Regions from separate parts of the Mus musculus genome. Here all the other regions are linked to region 1. The links are chromatin contacts, called in public HiChIP or PLAC-seq maps. All regions are on one chromosome and are shown on one strand. The core of a region is the stretch at or near the end of the contact, and the rest is flanking DNA. Distances in the headings are between cores, read along the strand shown. Region 1 overlaps Baalc (brain and acute leukemia, cytoplasmic). Region 2 overlaps 2310043O21Rik (RIKEN cDNA 2310043O21 gene). Region 3 overlaps Atp6v1c1 (ATPase, H+ transporting, lysosomal V1 subunit C1).

Evidence for each region. HiChIP or PLAC-seq counts read pairs in DNA pulled down with a chosen protein or histone mark.
Region 2: a contact with region 1 is called in a CTCF HiChIP or PLAC-seq map of the NIH/3T3 cell line, with 6 read pairs. The contact joins two enhancer-like sites.
Region 3: a contact with region 1 is called in a CTCF HiChIP or PLAC-seq map of the NIH/3T3 cell line, with 15 read pairs. The contact joins two enhancer-like sites. A contact is called at or near these places in 1 of 15 datasets of contacts at CTCF or cohesin (the NIH/3T3 cell line) and 1 of 115 datasets of contacts at active chromatin or transcription factors (extraembryonic endoderm stem cells).

Annotation. Positions count from the first base shown.
Region 1 is chr15:38,948,649-38,953,519 of GRCm38.p6, reverse strand. Baalc (brain and acute leukemia, cytoplasmic) reads right to left here. Exons shown (of 2, transcript NM_080640.6): 2 at 2,256-4,402. The coding sequence ends at 4,292. Among named protein-coding and RNA genes, the nearest start is that of Baalc, 17 kb to the right of the region's middle. Within about 2 kb of position 1,954, at least 88 of the 459 cell types and tissues checked have an H3K27ac peak or open chromatin away from gene starts, as enhancers often do. A contact at or near this core is called in the NIH/3T3 cell line, where this site is marked.
Region 2 is chr15:38,570,220-38,575,090 of GRCm38.p6, reverse strand. The region is part of intron 2 of 2310043O21Rik (RIKEN cDNA 2310043O21 gene); the gene reads left to right. All of the region lies in intron 2 of Gm41309 (a long non-coding RNA gene), which reads left to right. It also overlaps the pseudogene Gm29697. Among named protein-coding and RNA genes, the nearest start is that of 2310043O21Rik, 22 kb to the left of the region's middle. Within about 2 kb of position 2,405, at least 37 of the 459 cell types and tissues checked have an H3K27ac peak or open chromatin away from gene starts, as enhancers often do. A contact at or near this core is called in the NIH/3T3 cell line, where this site is marked.
Region 3 is chr15:38,689,157-38,694,027 of GRCm38.p6, reverse strand. It overlaps Atp6v1c1 (ATPase, H+ transporting, lysosomal V1 subunit C1), which reads right to left. Exons shown (of 13, transcript NM_025494.3): 11 at 4,806-4,871; 12 at 3,369-3,495; 13 at 1,584-2,416. The coding sequence ends at 2,321. Among named protein-coding and RNA genes, the nearest start is that of Atp6v1c1, 30 kb to the right of the region's middle. Within about 2 kb of position 2,582, at least 109 of the 459 cell types and tissues checked have an H3K27ac peak or open chromatin away from gene starts, as enhancers often do. A contact at or near this core is called in the NIH/3T3 cell line, where this site is marked.

The DNA.
Region 1 (4,871 bases), core at 705-3,204:
ACCAGGCAGATCCCTAGGGCTCGGTGAACAGACAGCCTGCCCTGATTGCTAAGCCCTGGGTAGGTGAGAGACTGCCCCAAAAAGCAAGGAAGGAACTGAAAAGACACCTCAGCATTAAGAGCTCTGGCGATTCTTCCAGATGTACGCTTTCAGATGAACTGGGCTTAATTTCCAGCATGCACATGGTAGTTCACTACTACCTATAAACTCCTTCCTGGCAGATTCAACCAACATCTCCTGGCCTTCAAGGATACCAGGTAGCTCAGGCATACATCGGGCAAAAACATCCACACATATAGCAATATATAATAGACCTAACAGCACTTTAGAAAATGTTCTAAGAGTAAAGCTCTGACTCTTTTTCCTCCTGAGAGAAGGAGATAAAACCCAGGGAAACTACCTTCTCTAAACTGATGCAGGAAATGTTCTTATCACCAGTGACGGGAACTGTAGAGTGCTGCATGAATAATCTCACTATAGACACTTCAACAAGAAACTGGGGTGAGGGTGGAGGGTAGTAGTGAAGAAGAGGTTAGCAGGGGGTGGAAAAGGAATCTGAGAGAGTTGGGGGCATAAATAAGATCAAAATGCAGTCTATATTTTTTGAAAAGCTTTAATGTACTAGAAATTGGCAATAAAGTAGACATGGCCCTTGCTCTTGAGGAGATAATATTTTAGTAGAACAATAAAAACAATAAATAGACAGACAGACAGATGCAATAATTTCCAATTTCTGGCACATCAAAACTTTTTAATAAATATAGTACATGAAAGTGAATAAGCGCATACCTTTAGCTACTGGATCATACTTGCAACTTACCTCCTCAGAGAAATTCTCCAAGATTAGCTACTTCCCAGACTTGTGGAAATGATGAGGGACAATCTGTATTTGAAAGACCCTTATAAGAACAAGAAAACCAGATATTTGGAGAGGGGTTGCACAGCCATGCACCTCAGGCAGGTGACAAAGGCGGAGTTACTATATGTACGTCACACTGGTCTGCAGGCACCAGTTCTAGATATGCAGACATCAGCTCCAGCAAACTTGGTACCAAGGGACCAGGGACAAAGACCTTCCAGTTCTTCAAGAGAAAATGAATTAGGTTTGCTGATGAATTGTAACCTGTAAGAGTAGATTAAATAAAGCAGATGTATATTTCTTGGTTTCAGATGGCCTAAGTATGTACAGTTCTGGGCTCAGGGAGGTTGCATAGAACCAGGAACCCCGTCTTCTTCCGATTTGTTGCTCCGTTTGGCATAGCTTCAAATAGCTTGGTTGCTCCACTGCCAAGGACAGGTGACATACTGTCCCAATGGACCAGTATGTCTGCAGCTTTTCCCTCCACATTCTAAGCAGCAGGAGGAAAAGGAGACTCACAAGTGCAGTGCTTATTATAAATCAATGTATGATTGGCAGAGAAGGAAAGAATGTATATGGAGTTTTCAGTGAGGGGTGCCTGCTGGATCTATGTACATAGAATTCCAATGTTTGTACAGCAGGGCAGCTGAATAAACCATGCCTTTGATCTGATTTCAGCAAAACAGCCCCTCCTTGGAGACCCTGCTTAGAGAAACAGATATGGAGGAGAGGTCTTTCTGTGACACTGGGGAGCGGCCACAAATGGAGGTTAGTTGGTCAAATAGGTCTGAGTGCACTGGGGAGACGGGCAGCTAGAGGAACATCTTGTGAATGCAGGGCATTGGCTGCAACCTAGGTAGCCCTCAGTTCCTAATCTTTAGGCCCAGACACCTATTATAAGGACAGTTTATTCTTTCCTCAATTATGAACTTCTTTCCTGACCTTAACCCAGAGAGCCTTCTCATACAAGGCCAGGCTTACCCTGTCCAGAAGGCTAAGTGATCCCAGGCTGGCCCCAGCTCTCTAATCATAGCCCTCTCCAGTCATCCCCTGTCCTCCTAAGCTTGGGGTTGGCTCAGTTTCAGGGTATGAGACAGTTCTCCCTCTCGATATCTGTTTCAACTATGCTGGACATTCTGAGTCAGGTACGGGAATGGTGAGGAAGCACTGATCGTTGGCTGACATTCCTATCTGGCATCCCAGGTCACCAATTCCTGGCTAAAAAGTTATAAATCCCTCTGTAAGTGTAAGTTAGAGCTAATTGCAGCCCCCATATCTAGTTCATCTAATTCATAGGGCTGTTTGACTTATGTGAAACGCCTTTGTTTCAAAAAATTCTAACCAGCTGTGCATACAGATTTAAGGTTCCAGTAAAGAGCCTCTGTAACCATTCACATATGTTTGAAATTAATGACTTTATTGACACAAACTTCAGAATGGAAAGTGTTATCCCACTAGGATAGTAAGAGTCAGTTCCTGCTTTAAACACACATTTAAAACTTGCCAGATGGAAATTTCAATGGTGTGCCAGATCACAGGCCCTCCCTCCCTCCCTCCCTTCTCCTCGCAGAGTGAGAACGTGTTTCTGTATTTGCAGAGACAACTTTCCCAGATGGTAAATTCCAATGAGCTGAGGCAAACACAGAGTTGGGAAGAGAAGCCGGCCTTAGCCCATGGCCGATAGCATCAACTGGGGAAGCAGCATGTCAAAACACAGCGCACATGCCCTGGAGCGCAAGCCCTTGAGCTTGCAGGATTGGACCCATGGCCAACCCTGTGGAAGGACTCCTGCCCAGCAATGCCGCTGAGGACACAGGAGTCACGGGGCTTGCTTTTGTTTTATTAGTTAAATTGTCAGAACATGAAGTTCCCTAAAAGCCCTTTGACAAGGAGTCAAGATGAGAGAGGTTGGGGGTGGCGGGGGAACTGTGGTGTATACGGCAAAGGAGAAGACATACATCTGTGATTGACAGAAAGCTACCTTTACCTAAGTGTGAGATTCCACTGCAATCATTGGTCTTGTGCCACAGGGTCCGTGTCAGTCTCCTGAGTACCAAGCCTCCTCACAGAGTCAGAAGTACAGTCGTGACTTCCCGACTCCAAATCCCTCTGCGACTGTTACTGTAGCTGGCACAAGGTTGGCAGTGAATCTTAACACTAATAAACATACAGTCTACAGTTCTACTTGTGTTGGAGAAATAAGTCAGAGACAGCAGTGAGCATCTGCATCTTAATCCGCTTGGGTGACTTCTCTTGAACTGTCACGTAAGCATGCCGCCAGACTACTATTGCTGCTAGATGTGAGTTTGTTGGTACAGTTTGATATGACTTGGACCTTAATAAGCCCAAGCATGTTAACAGTCCTTTCAGACTCATGCTGTGTCATACTCTGCAGGAAGGTGTGCTTAGGAATGCTGGGGAAGGGTTCCTATCAAAGCATCGCTTTACCATGTTGGTGCCTGTTTTTCAATACAGTGAGTGCCTTGTTAGACTATGTCAACAGGAATATACATCAACCAGCCTCTGGCTTTCCAAACTAATTACTCTGCAGATACCAAAAATAACATGGTCCTTGGGGCTGTGTACAGAAGGGCCAAAGGGGTATCACGTGTGCCACCATGTGTTCCTAGGTCACTTTCCCCCCTGTGAGTGGTGTCCAGCTGCAAATGACCACCTGACTGAAGGTACAAAGCCCACCAGAACAATAGGGAACTGGAAAGCTATGGGGAAAAGCAACATGAAGCTAGGTCCCAAAGGGAGCAAAGGCCACAGGCATGTGACATTCTGGTTTGGAAGCCAACGCCTGGATGCTAGCCTGGGAGTCCTTTCCAGGTAGAGGAGAAACAGGTATGTGTGTGTGTGTGCGCGCGTGTGCATGTGCGTGTCTCATAGACACCTCTCAAAGACACCGAGTAGGCACCGGGGAGCCAGCACGTGAAGCTGGGACTGATTCAGCTCGTTCCAAGTCTCTCTGGTTTTTTGGATTCTTGTATTTCTGGATTTAGAGTTGGCTGGGAGCCAGCTCTTAAGTGAAAACAGTAAATTTTGTGGTGGCCGTATTTAAAAGGAAAGGAGGAAAGAAGGAGTTTGTCTGCAACCACACACTGAGAAAGCTCTGCACGAGTGTGAGCTCCTTGACAGGGATTCCGTTACTCCAGCCTTTCTGTGCCAGTCACCATGGCTACAGCAGACCATGCTACGGAAGCTGCAGAGGGGAAAAACAAACCACATTTTGGCAATCTATGAACATATTTCAGGACTTTTCGATGTATTTTCTATATGTGATAAACAGGAAACCGAGATGTTCGTCACAGCGTTGGGTGGCCGTGTGTCACTCAGAGGCATCCACACTCATCGAGTGACATCAACTTCTTCAGGATTCTTTGACTAGACTCCACCAAGAAGTTCATCTGCCTCCAGATCCGGGCACTGCTAATTGATGCAGTTCTTGGTGACCCTTTTACTTCTGTCCATCTGCCGAATATTCTCTGTAACATTAATAGCCACTTCTCTTGCAGACATCCGCTTAGCATCCCTCTTAGCCTGTTAAAAAGTTAAAAACACTAAATAAGTTCCTGGAAAATATCCAAAGCTCATCCAATCTGCATTAACTTCTTGATATGATTATAAACACACAGACAGGCAGGGGAATGACCTACAAGGACTCATGCATATAAGGCCAGGTTTTCCTTAATTAAAAGTTTTAATGCTCCACGAAGGCATAAAGATTGCACACCACACGTTATCAGGGCAACCTGTGATATCCTGATATAGACATACATGGTTATTCTCAGATGTTTCTCTGTTGACTCTCTAAGATTAAGCTAGCACAGGTCCTGGTATAAGATGTGCCCATAAAACAAGGGTGAATGAACACATTAACTGAGATTAAAGGGTAGTGAGAATGTTTTCACAGTGGCCTTAGCAGGGGTGGTTAAAAGTTATTTTTTTAACTTTGGACTTTGGTTCAAATACAGACTACGTATCTCCATGGGGCAGACAGCTTCATCAT
Region 2 (4,871 bases), core at 1,156-3,655, 380 kb after region 1:
ATGTCCAAAGCTCCTGGCATTCTGGTTAGACTCCACCCCCACAGTTACCTGACTATAGCCAGGTATGCTCCTGATAGCCCACTATAAGAGGGGCTGCTTGGCCCCTCCTTGCTCTCTTTAAGCTCTCACCTGTCTTACTCTCATCTCTAGCCCTCCTTCTCTCTCTCCCTTCCCCCTCTCTCCACATGGCCATGGCCAGTGGTCTCCCTCTTTCTATCTTCTCTCTTTCTCTCTGCCTTTCTACAATAATGCTCTAAAACCATAGACTTGGGAAGCAACTCCTCTATCTATTCATGAGGGAATTGCAACAGCCATTATGAATAGTGACTGCCTAGTGTTTGACACAAGCATTGCACAGCTTTTTGCAGAAAATAGCAAAAAGTCATTGCTCATCATGGCCGGCTGTGCTTGAATGACAGGATAGGCTTTCCTCTAACAAGCTGCATTTAACCACCTGCCGGAAGGTCTTCCTGTGCTCCAGCCACAGACTGGACTGAGCACTCTTGCCTGAGTGGGAGCACTCTCGCCTGTGTGGGAACGTCAAGCGCCCTCTTCTCCTGCCCTCCCCTCCCCTCAGCCCCCAGGGCTGATGAGCCGCCCCCGGGGGGGGGGGCATTCTGTTCTCAGCTCCTCCGTGGTGTCCAGTGTGGAACGCTGGAGGCTGGGAACCTGGTAACTAGAGCTGCCCCTTGTCCACCACCTGCCGAATGGGGTCAGTGGCTTCACATAGCCACACACCCACCTGGGGCCGCGTGGAAAGCTGCAGCAGTCCTCCCGCATCTGCCCACCCAGGGCACCGGAACTCTGGCAGGACACGGGTTTTCTCTCACTCCCCCCCCCCCCCCCCGCCCCGGCGCCCACTGCCGCACATCTGACTTACCCTTGAGCATGGTGTGTTCATCCTAGGAGCCACCCTACACGACCCCGGAGATCCTCACAGGGTGGGCAGCACCTTGGAAGCATCTCTCCATCAGGAAAGCACATATGAACTCCACGTCTGCTCTGACCTCAGGAAGAAATGTGGTGTCCGGAAGGAGGTGATGCTCTAGGAACTTATCCAGGCTCCAGATTGGGGTTCTGAAGAGTTCCTTCGCCATCCTGAGGCCAGGGATGTTTGCTGACTGCCCACTCTTTATCCTAAGGTCACTCTATTTTGGCATACTCAATAATGTTTTGCTTCTGGCTGGCTCTTGGCTGATATGTAGCCCCCTTCTCCCTTTAGAGAAGATGTCACGCTTAGCCTTCTAGTTTCTATAGAGCAGTAATGTCTTTGCTCTGTTTGGTTTGGTTTGACTTTTAAACATTTCTTGTACTGAAATTTTTTTCATACGGTATCTTTCAATCCTATTTTCTCCTCTTCCAATTCCTCCCTGATCCTCTCCTCCTCTCTACCTCCTTACCCACCCAATTTCTCTCTCCCCCCTTTCTCATAAACAAACAGAAAACCCAGAAACCACATATTAAAATTCTCACAAAATGGAAAATAAACAATTAATAGACGAACAAGACAAAAAAATTTCAAAAAATAAACCAAAGAGAGGCAAAAACAACAACAACAAAAATATCCTAGACTTTGGTGTTGGCCAGCTACTCCTGGGCATGGGGCCTGCTCTGCAGTATGCTTAGTATATCCAGTTAGACTCCGTCGGAGAAAACTACTTTTTCTTTGATAGCAAGTAGCTAGTGTAAGTAGCTTCTTAATTAGGGGTGGGAGCTCATGTCTACCTCTTCCTCTCAGTCAGGCTTGAACCTGTGCAGGTCCTGTGCATGCCACCATAGTCTCTGTCAGTGCACATATGCATCAGCCCTGCTGTGTGCCAATGACACTGCTTCCTTGGGGTCCTCCATCACCTCTGGCTCCAACAATCTTTCTGCCTCCTCTTCCACATAGATCCCTGAGCCTTGGGGGGGAGGGGGTAGAAGTGGGGGTTGATAACAATGCCCCACTGAGGACTGGGTGGTCCAGAGTCTCTCACTCTCTGCACATGGTAGGTCTCAGTGTTAAGCACTGTAAGAGAAAGTTTCTCTGATGAGCCCTGAAGAGGCACTGATCTGAGCCCCCACCCAGTGTGGTCACTGGGGGATCCCTGTGGCAGCACACAGAGACATGTCAATGGGCGGATAGGGTCCCTTTCACTATTTAGCCCAGGCTGGCCTCAGATGCTCAGCCAGTCTCTGCCCTCAGATGGCTCAGCCTGCGGGCCAGCACTCCTATCTTAACAGACGTATCTTTTGAAACTGTGACTCATGTTCCTGCTGTATTAGTCAAGATGCTGTTTTCAAACCACAGAAAACAACAGTGGCAAACTTTTCAATGGAAGAAGAATTTACTTAATAGGTGACTCAGGAACTCAGAGAACAAGAAGGAAGGCTAGGAAGGAAGCTCAGGATGGCGTCAGCAGCAAACTCCAAAATGGCTTGCTAAGGGACCCACCCTTTCACCATCCAGATGTTGGTCATTGTATGTGGACTCTGCTGCTTGTGAACACTCATCTCTTTGCACTCCAGACTCTACAACAGTTATCCTAATCACTTTTAAATGATGCTGCCTCTCTAAGGTACACCCTCATGATTCAGAGTTCCAGGTAAGACAGAGCACCTGACTGTTGCTCTGAGTGCCATGGGGGAGGAAAAGGTGATTTTTCCTTTTCTTTCCTTCTTGGTCTGTCTGTCTGTCTGTCTTTCTTTCTTTCTTTCCTTCCTTCCTTCTTTCCTTCTTTCTTTTTCTTTGTTTTCTTTTTTGGCATTTCAAGGCAGAGTTTCTCAGTGTAGCTTTGGCTGTCCTGAGCTCACTCTGTAGACCAGACTCACCTACCTCTGCCTTCCAGGTGCTGGGATTAAAGGTGTGTGCCACTACCACTTGGCTCCTTTCTTGGTTTTTGCTGGTGTTTTTGGTTATTTGAGACAGTCTCAGATAGCCCAGGCTAGGATTGCACTCTGTATGTAGCCAAGGTTGGCCCCTTCTGGTCTCTAGTTCCTAAGTGCAGGGTTTACAGCTGCACACTGCCACGAATCTCTTCCCTTCTAAGCTTTGGTTCTCACCATGAGAACTGGAATCTGGCCTACCATAAGCTTGATCCCAGTAAGAAAGGCTTTGACAGGAGCTGGAGAGATGGTTCAGAGGCTGAGAGTACCCTGTTCTTGCAGAGGACTGGAACTTCATTTCTAGCACCCATGTCAGGTGGCTTACAACCACTGTAACTCCAACTCCAGGGGATTCATCAAGCTCTTCTAGACTCCAGAAGCATCGAACGCACATGTGCATGTACACACACATGCACACACACACAGAGTTGGTCAATTGTAGAGCTCAGAGGACAACTTGTGGGAGTTCATACCAGGACATGACATGAGTCTTGGTGGCAAGCACCTTTATACACTGAGCCACCTCATCCCCCTACCCCTTACTCCCATCTAACTTTTGAGGACATCCTGGGTCACTCTTGTGTGCTCATGTTCCCATCCTTTGATATTTTTACCAGCTTTGGACAAACATGCTCATTTTTGGTCCCAATGGTTGTTCTCTTAGCCTGGAAGACACTTCCATGTTCTTCCCAAGGTGTTTCCAAGTTCCTCACTTCAGGTTAAGTGTGAACAGCTCCCCGCTGAGTTGGCTCTTCAGCCTTTCCTCTGAGACTTTGTTTACACTGAAAGCTTCCTTTTTCATTCATTTGTTTAAAGAGAGAGAGAGAGAGAGAGAGTGTGTGTGTGTGTGTGTGTGTGTCTGTGTCTGTGTCTGTGTCTGTGTCTGTGTGTCTGTGTGTCTGTGTCTGTGTCTGTGTGTGAGTCGGTATCTTTTACTGTTCAGTGATGTGCATGCCAGGGAAGCTGCCCCGAGAGCCTCTGAGATTTCTCCTGTCTCTGTTTCCTATCTCATCACGGGGGCACTGAGGTTACAGACTGCCACGAATCCAGCTGCCCTTGAGTTCGGGGCATCTGAAGTCCTCACACTTATGAAACAAGCACTTTAACCCACTGAGCCATCATCCCCATCCTGCACCCATTGCTCGAGGGTTTATTTGCTAGCTGTCTGCTGCTGAGGCTGCTGCTGCTGCTGCTGCTGCTGCTGCTGCAGCTGTACCTAGCCCAAGGGTCACATGGCTCAGAGAGGGAGACCAAGACTGCGCAGGCGCTGAACAGGCTCCACCACGTTTGCCTTACCTTTTCCTTCTCTCCTCATCTGAACCGGCTCTCTGCTGACAACGCCCCAGCTTTGTACGTCACCCAACTGTGTCCATACAAAGGGTCACTGTCAGAGTAAGTGAGGTCAGACTCACTATTCTGGCTCTATTTAATCTCTTCCTCCATCCAACTCCCAGCCTACTGTGTCCAATGTTCCAGAGCCGCAGTTCCTAAGTGTGCCAAGCTTACAACTCAAAAATCCAGACCTGGGGCTTCCGTCTCCAGAATTAGCCCAGCTTGGGGTTCTCAAGCTGTTATGTCTCAGCTGAATCAAACTCACCTTACATTTTCTTTTACTAAGGACTCAACAGCTTTGTGTTTTCAGAGTACCTATTTGTGAACTGGGGACACATACACACACACACACACACACACACACACACAATAGTACCAAGAAGTGCACTGTTTTCTATCAGCCATTTATTATTATCCCTCTCCATTTAGTTCAAGGAACAGCCACAGAGAGGATGCGGAACTTGCTCAGAGGCACACAGCTAATAAAGGTGGGGCAGGATCCAGCTTAGCCGCTCTGACTTCTGAAAGCTCGTTCTGTACCCGCCTGTACTCTAGACGGAACACTTACGTCAATCCTATCACAGTTCCAAAGCCCCATGAACAGACTTCTTCCTGGTAGTTGCTGGGTGCGGTGGCTCATGCCTGTAATCCCAGCTCTCCCAACATGAAGACAG
Region 3 (4,871 bases), core at 1,333-3,832, 260 kb after region 1:
TTTAAGACTATGCTCCCAGCCGGGCGGTGGTGGTGCACACCTTTAATCCCAGCACTTGGGAGGCAGAGGCAGGCGGATTTCTGAGTTCCAGGCCAGCCTGGTCTACAGAGTGAGTTCCAGGACAGCCAGGGCTACACAGAGAAACCCTGTCTCGAAAAACCAAAAAAAAAAAGGCTATGTTCCCGACACAAACTTGATTTGATTTGTCAGCATTTCTAGCCTTTAGACTCCCCAACAGTGTGTCCCCCAAAGTTCTATGTTCCCATATTAGTCACCGTGAAGCAGCTTCCAGCCATAGTAAACACATGTGTTAAGCTCCTGCCAGGCAACACTGAGCTATCTGTGCACATATATAGGGGGTTCCAGTTACTCATTACAATAGCCTTTTACCATCTCCACGGGGATGGGCCTGGGACTCACAACCTCTGTAACATTGTACACAACGAAAGGGACAGTAAAGTGCCAGAGCTTCAAACACACACTAAGAATTCACACGGGAGCAGGGTCTTTACCCACTCAGTTCAGAATTAGAGCCCAAACACAACCTTAAAGCCTACTGTCTAAACACATTTCCTTATCCACATCCCTCAGATACTAAGGTTCAAAGAGCACTTGCAAAAGAAAGGAAAAAACCTACAAAAATGTCTTGACACTGAAGTGGAAGATGTTCAGCTTCCTCCTGTCTACAGGAAACAGGAACTAAAACTGCATCCCTGCCACATGTGGTTGCCTTGCCTTTTAATCCCAGCACTTGAGGCAGAGGCAGGCAGCTCTCTTCAAGGCCAGCCTGATCTACACAGTGCGTTCCAGGTCAACCAGAGTTAAGTAATGAGACTCTGTGCCAACGACAATCACAGCCTGCATTTCTAACATGTCTGGAATTTAGAATTCTGACCAGTAATTTGGCAGCATGTGTCAAATTTTAATATATACACTCATAGAGTCTCTTACTGGGTGCATCTGAAGTGCAGAGACCTATGCAAGGATGTGTAAAGAGGCCCTGCAGCACTTTGGACACCTCGACACCAGAAGGCAGTGAGGGACACTTGGTAGACCAGCATGGTCAGGAAGGTGGAGAGCCGCAGCCACGTGGTCTCAGCGTGCAGTATAGTCCTTATTTTCTTCAAGAAGCTCTAAGTTGAGGGCGAGTGGAGGGAGCAGGGAGGAGGGAGACAAGCTGGGTAAGATAAGATGTTGGACATGGGAAAGGGCCACAAACCTCCTGAGGGTAGAAATTAGCAAGGCAGGGGTATCTCTCACATGTTCTGCTTTGTAGACATTTGTATGTTACTAGTAGATAATTACTTATGAAACAAAATGCAAAATCCCAAATAGCAAAGCTGCTGACGGCTGATTTTCTAACGGATAAGGCAGTGCAGACTAGTTCTCCACTCACAAAGCTGTGTGACTTACAGGAGTACAGTGTTACCTCAACTCCACCCTGAGTTCTTCCTAAATTTTACGTCAAGTTGTTCACTTCAGGGACTGTACCAGAAAGGCAAAGTAAAAGTGAGGCCTTTATGATTATCAACATCAAAAAAACAAACGTAAAGACTTAGACAAAATAAATGACTAGCACTGCATAGTTTTGCTACACTTTATTCAAAACTGGTCCCACTTCTTATTTAAGAGAGCTAAACGCCCAGTGTCCAAATATAAATATCACCATGTGTTGGAAAAATAACCTTCTGATTTGCGCTCTGACCCAAATTTGGCACAACTAAATCCTATGCGAGTCAGACAGGAGTGCTCAGAGCTCGGCAGCAGCAGCCCCTGAAGCAGCCCAGGAGGCGGCGGCCCCTGGAGCCTCTCAAGTCACACACAGCACAGTGGGCACAGGTTCTTTTATTCTGTCCTGTGGGGTCAACAGTGCTGACAAGATAGTCAGAGCATTCCAAAAGCACACACCTGAACGTTGTCACATAGCACTACATCACAACTTAGTAACTACTCAACAGTTATGTCTACTAATACAGTGAATGAAATGGTATGCTTAGACCATTCCCTGTAAACAAGGCTGTGCACAACAGTAACACACAGAATTATGCATACCATGATATCAAGGAGGAAAATACCTCTTTAAATAAACTATTCTATTTATAAATAAACTCTGATTTTTTTCAGTACACATTTACAGACCTGATCAATAAAAAGAAACAATATATATATTTTTCTTTAAAAAGCAAATGTTGAGATATGGACCACATGAGAAATTCATCTAGGGGAAGGGGAAGGAGCAAGCAGAGGGCGTGAGAGTTATGAGAGTTACTTGTGTGAGCAACACCAACACAAGGCCAGGATTGACTGGGAGGAGCTCAGTTTACTTGAATTCCAGCAAGTTGCAATCAATCTTGTAATACACATAGGGGTAGTATTCCTGCTGACTCAGGTTTAGGCCAGGGATATCCATGGGAGCCTGCAGAAAAACCACAAACAGCAGTCAGCTGCTTACAAGGTCTTTTACGGATACCTGGTCTGGCTGAAGTCATGCATGTACATGAATTTAATCTAAGTCTTCACTTAGCTGTAAGAACAGGAAGAGCCTATGCCTGCTGAGTCACGGAGAGGGAGCCAGGCCAGGCTCCGCCCCAAAGCCTGTCTGACTGACTGAACCATGACTTTCCCGGTTTACTATGTAGAACTGTAAGAGGTAACTTTTTAAATCTTGGGTTTAGGACACAAGGCTTTTAAAACGTAGTATCTAAATAAACCAAGTGTGGTTTGAAAGATTCCAGATCTATTTGTGCCTTGTAAGAATTTAGTGAGAGCAAAATTTGTACCAAAGACTTAGGATTCTTAGTTTCTCCAAGATTTTAAGATATCAAGTTATTTCCTACATTTTCTCTTATCAAGAAAACTAATTTTTCATTTTTCCTATACACAAGATCATAAACTATAGAGAAAACCAGCAAGATCTGTGAAATTTAAACTGTAAATCAAAGCCCAAGAATACAGTGAAATGATAACCACACACACACACACACACACACACACACACGTACACACGCACGCCCTTCCAAAATAAATACAAACATAAATTGCTAATCTACTATTACTTCTACAAAACAAAACTGAAATAATTTCATATTTCCTTCCTGTCCGCAATCTACAATTTTTAAAAACAATTAGAACATTGGTTGTTCCTGAACGTCTGCAACTATAAACATCTGATACATATAACAAAACAATGATGAGCTTCTAGAAATACCCAGAACAGCTGCAGCTAGTATATACAGCCATGGAACGTTTACCTAAGAAAGGGGGTGCTCAGGGGACACAAATGGCCTGGTGTCCATGCTTCTGAGAATCCTCATGCAGTCTTTTCTCCACCTCCCAAGTCCTACTGCCCTAGGCTAAGGTGCACTCACGTCAATGATGGCAGCCGCACTGCTGTCCAGATGCTTGTACAACTCGTGCAGCACTTCTCTTAGCTTCTTCACTGACTTCTTATTCGGCTGAAGGAGCATTGCTTGGAAGTTCACCGGCAAGCCATACCTTAGAGAGCAACAGAGACAGTGCACAGCACAAGCACAGAGAGCCATTTTCCTTGTAGAGCAAACAGCGTCCCGCGTCTCTCTTCATGGACACAGTGTGTTCTGTGTTAAATACTCCCTTTCCAGGTCTGTCACCAGCCACAGATGCTTCCACTAGCATGGAAACACAAACCTCCAAGCCCATTAGTGCCCTTTCAGTAAAAAGCAAGCCACTTTAAGGGGTGTGAGCTCAGGCCTGCGACCCCAACACTGGGGAGGCTGAGGCAGGGGTTGTACAAGCTTAAGGTTAATCTAGGCTGTAGAGGAGGAAACCCAGACAAGCCAATCGCTAGGAATTAATTAGTATTCAATTTCACAATAATCTATGAATATGCCAGTATGTAAAGACAATCTACGGCTAGAAGATCTGTTTGTACTTAAAAGCTGAGACTTTCCATGCCTACTATAAGCACTTGAAATTTAAAACTTAAAACTGAGGGGCATGGCTGCATACACAGCTCAAAACTAATGGGTTTCCATGAAGCTGGAGAGATGGCTCAATGGTTAAGAGCACAGGCTGCTCTTCCGGAGGACCTGGGTTCAATTCCCACACCTACATAGCAGCTACCAACTGTCTGTACCTCCAGTTCCAGAGGATCTAATGGCTCTTCTGGACCTCACAGGCACTGTGGTACACAGACAACACACAGGCAAACACAAACGGTGGTGCTCCCCCCATTACAATGGAGTTCAACATTTCTTAGCCTAGAGCCCTTCATTGCAGGGCAGTCCTGGGTTTATGGGGGAGCTGGAGTACACAAACCTGCCCCTCCAGGGAAGTCCCACATACTGGTCAGCACCAAGAGGCCATGTGGAGCACACATGACAGCACAGACCTGCACTTAGGAGGTTGAGGCAGGAAGATCAAAGTTTGAGCCAGCCTACGGTAAAACTGAGCTCCAGGTCAGCCTAGAGAGACTACATCAAACAAAACAAGTGGCCATGGTGAGTGAGCAACTGATTCGTACACCAACTACACATAACTACACAGTACATTGTGTGTGCCCCACAATGAAATCGCTAACTGCTCACACCGACTCTCCTTAAACAGTACATGACTAAATGTGAGAGACGGAGCAGTGTGGGTCTCTTTTCCTGAACCTGGTGTTAAAGAACCAGATAAATATGCACTTGACAAGCTGTGTGACCCTGACAGCCACTTCCTCCTAACTGGCTCTTTGGCTGGTCCAAATCACCTTCACAAGGCTGGACTGGGTCATGAGAGAGGCACACCGAACTCTGCGACTCCAGCTTTCTCCATAAATTTCTTACCTTAAAACAGACTCCACAAAAACCCGTAATGCTTTTATATGAATCCACGCAATAAACGCCTCACTG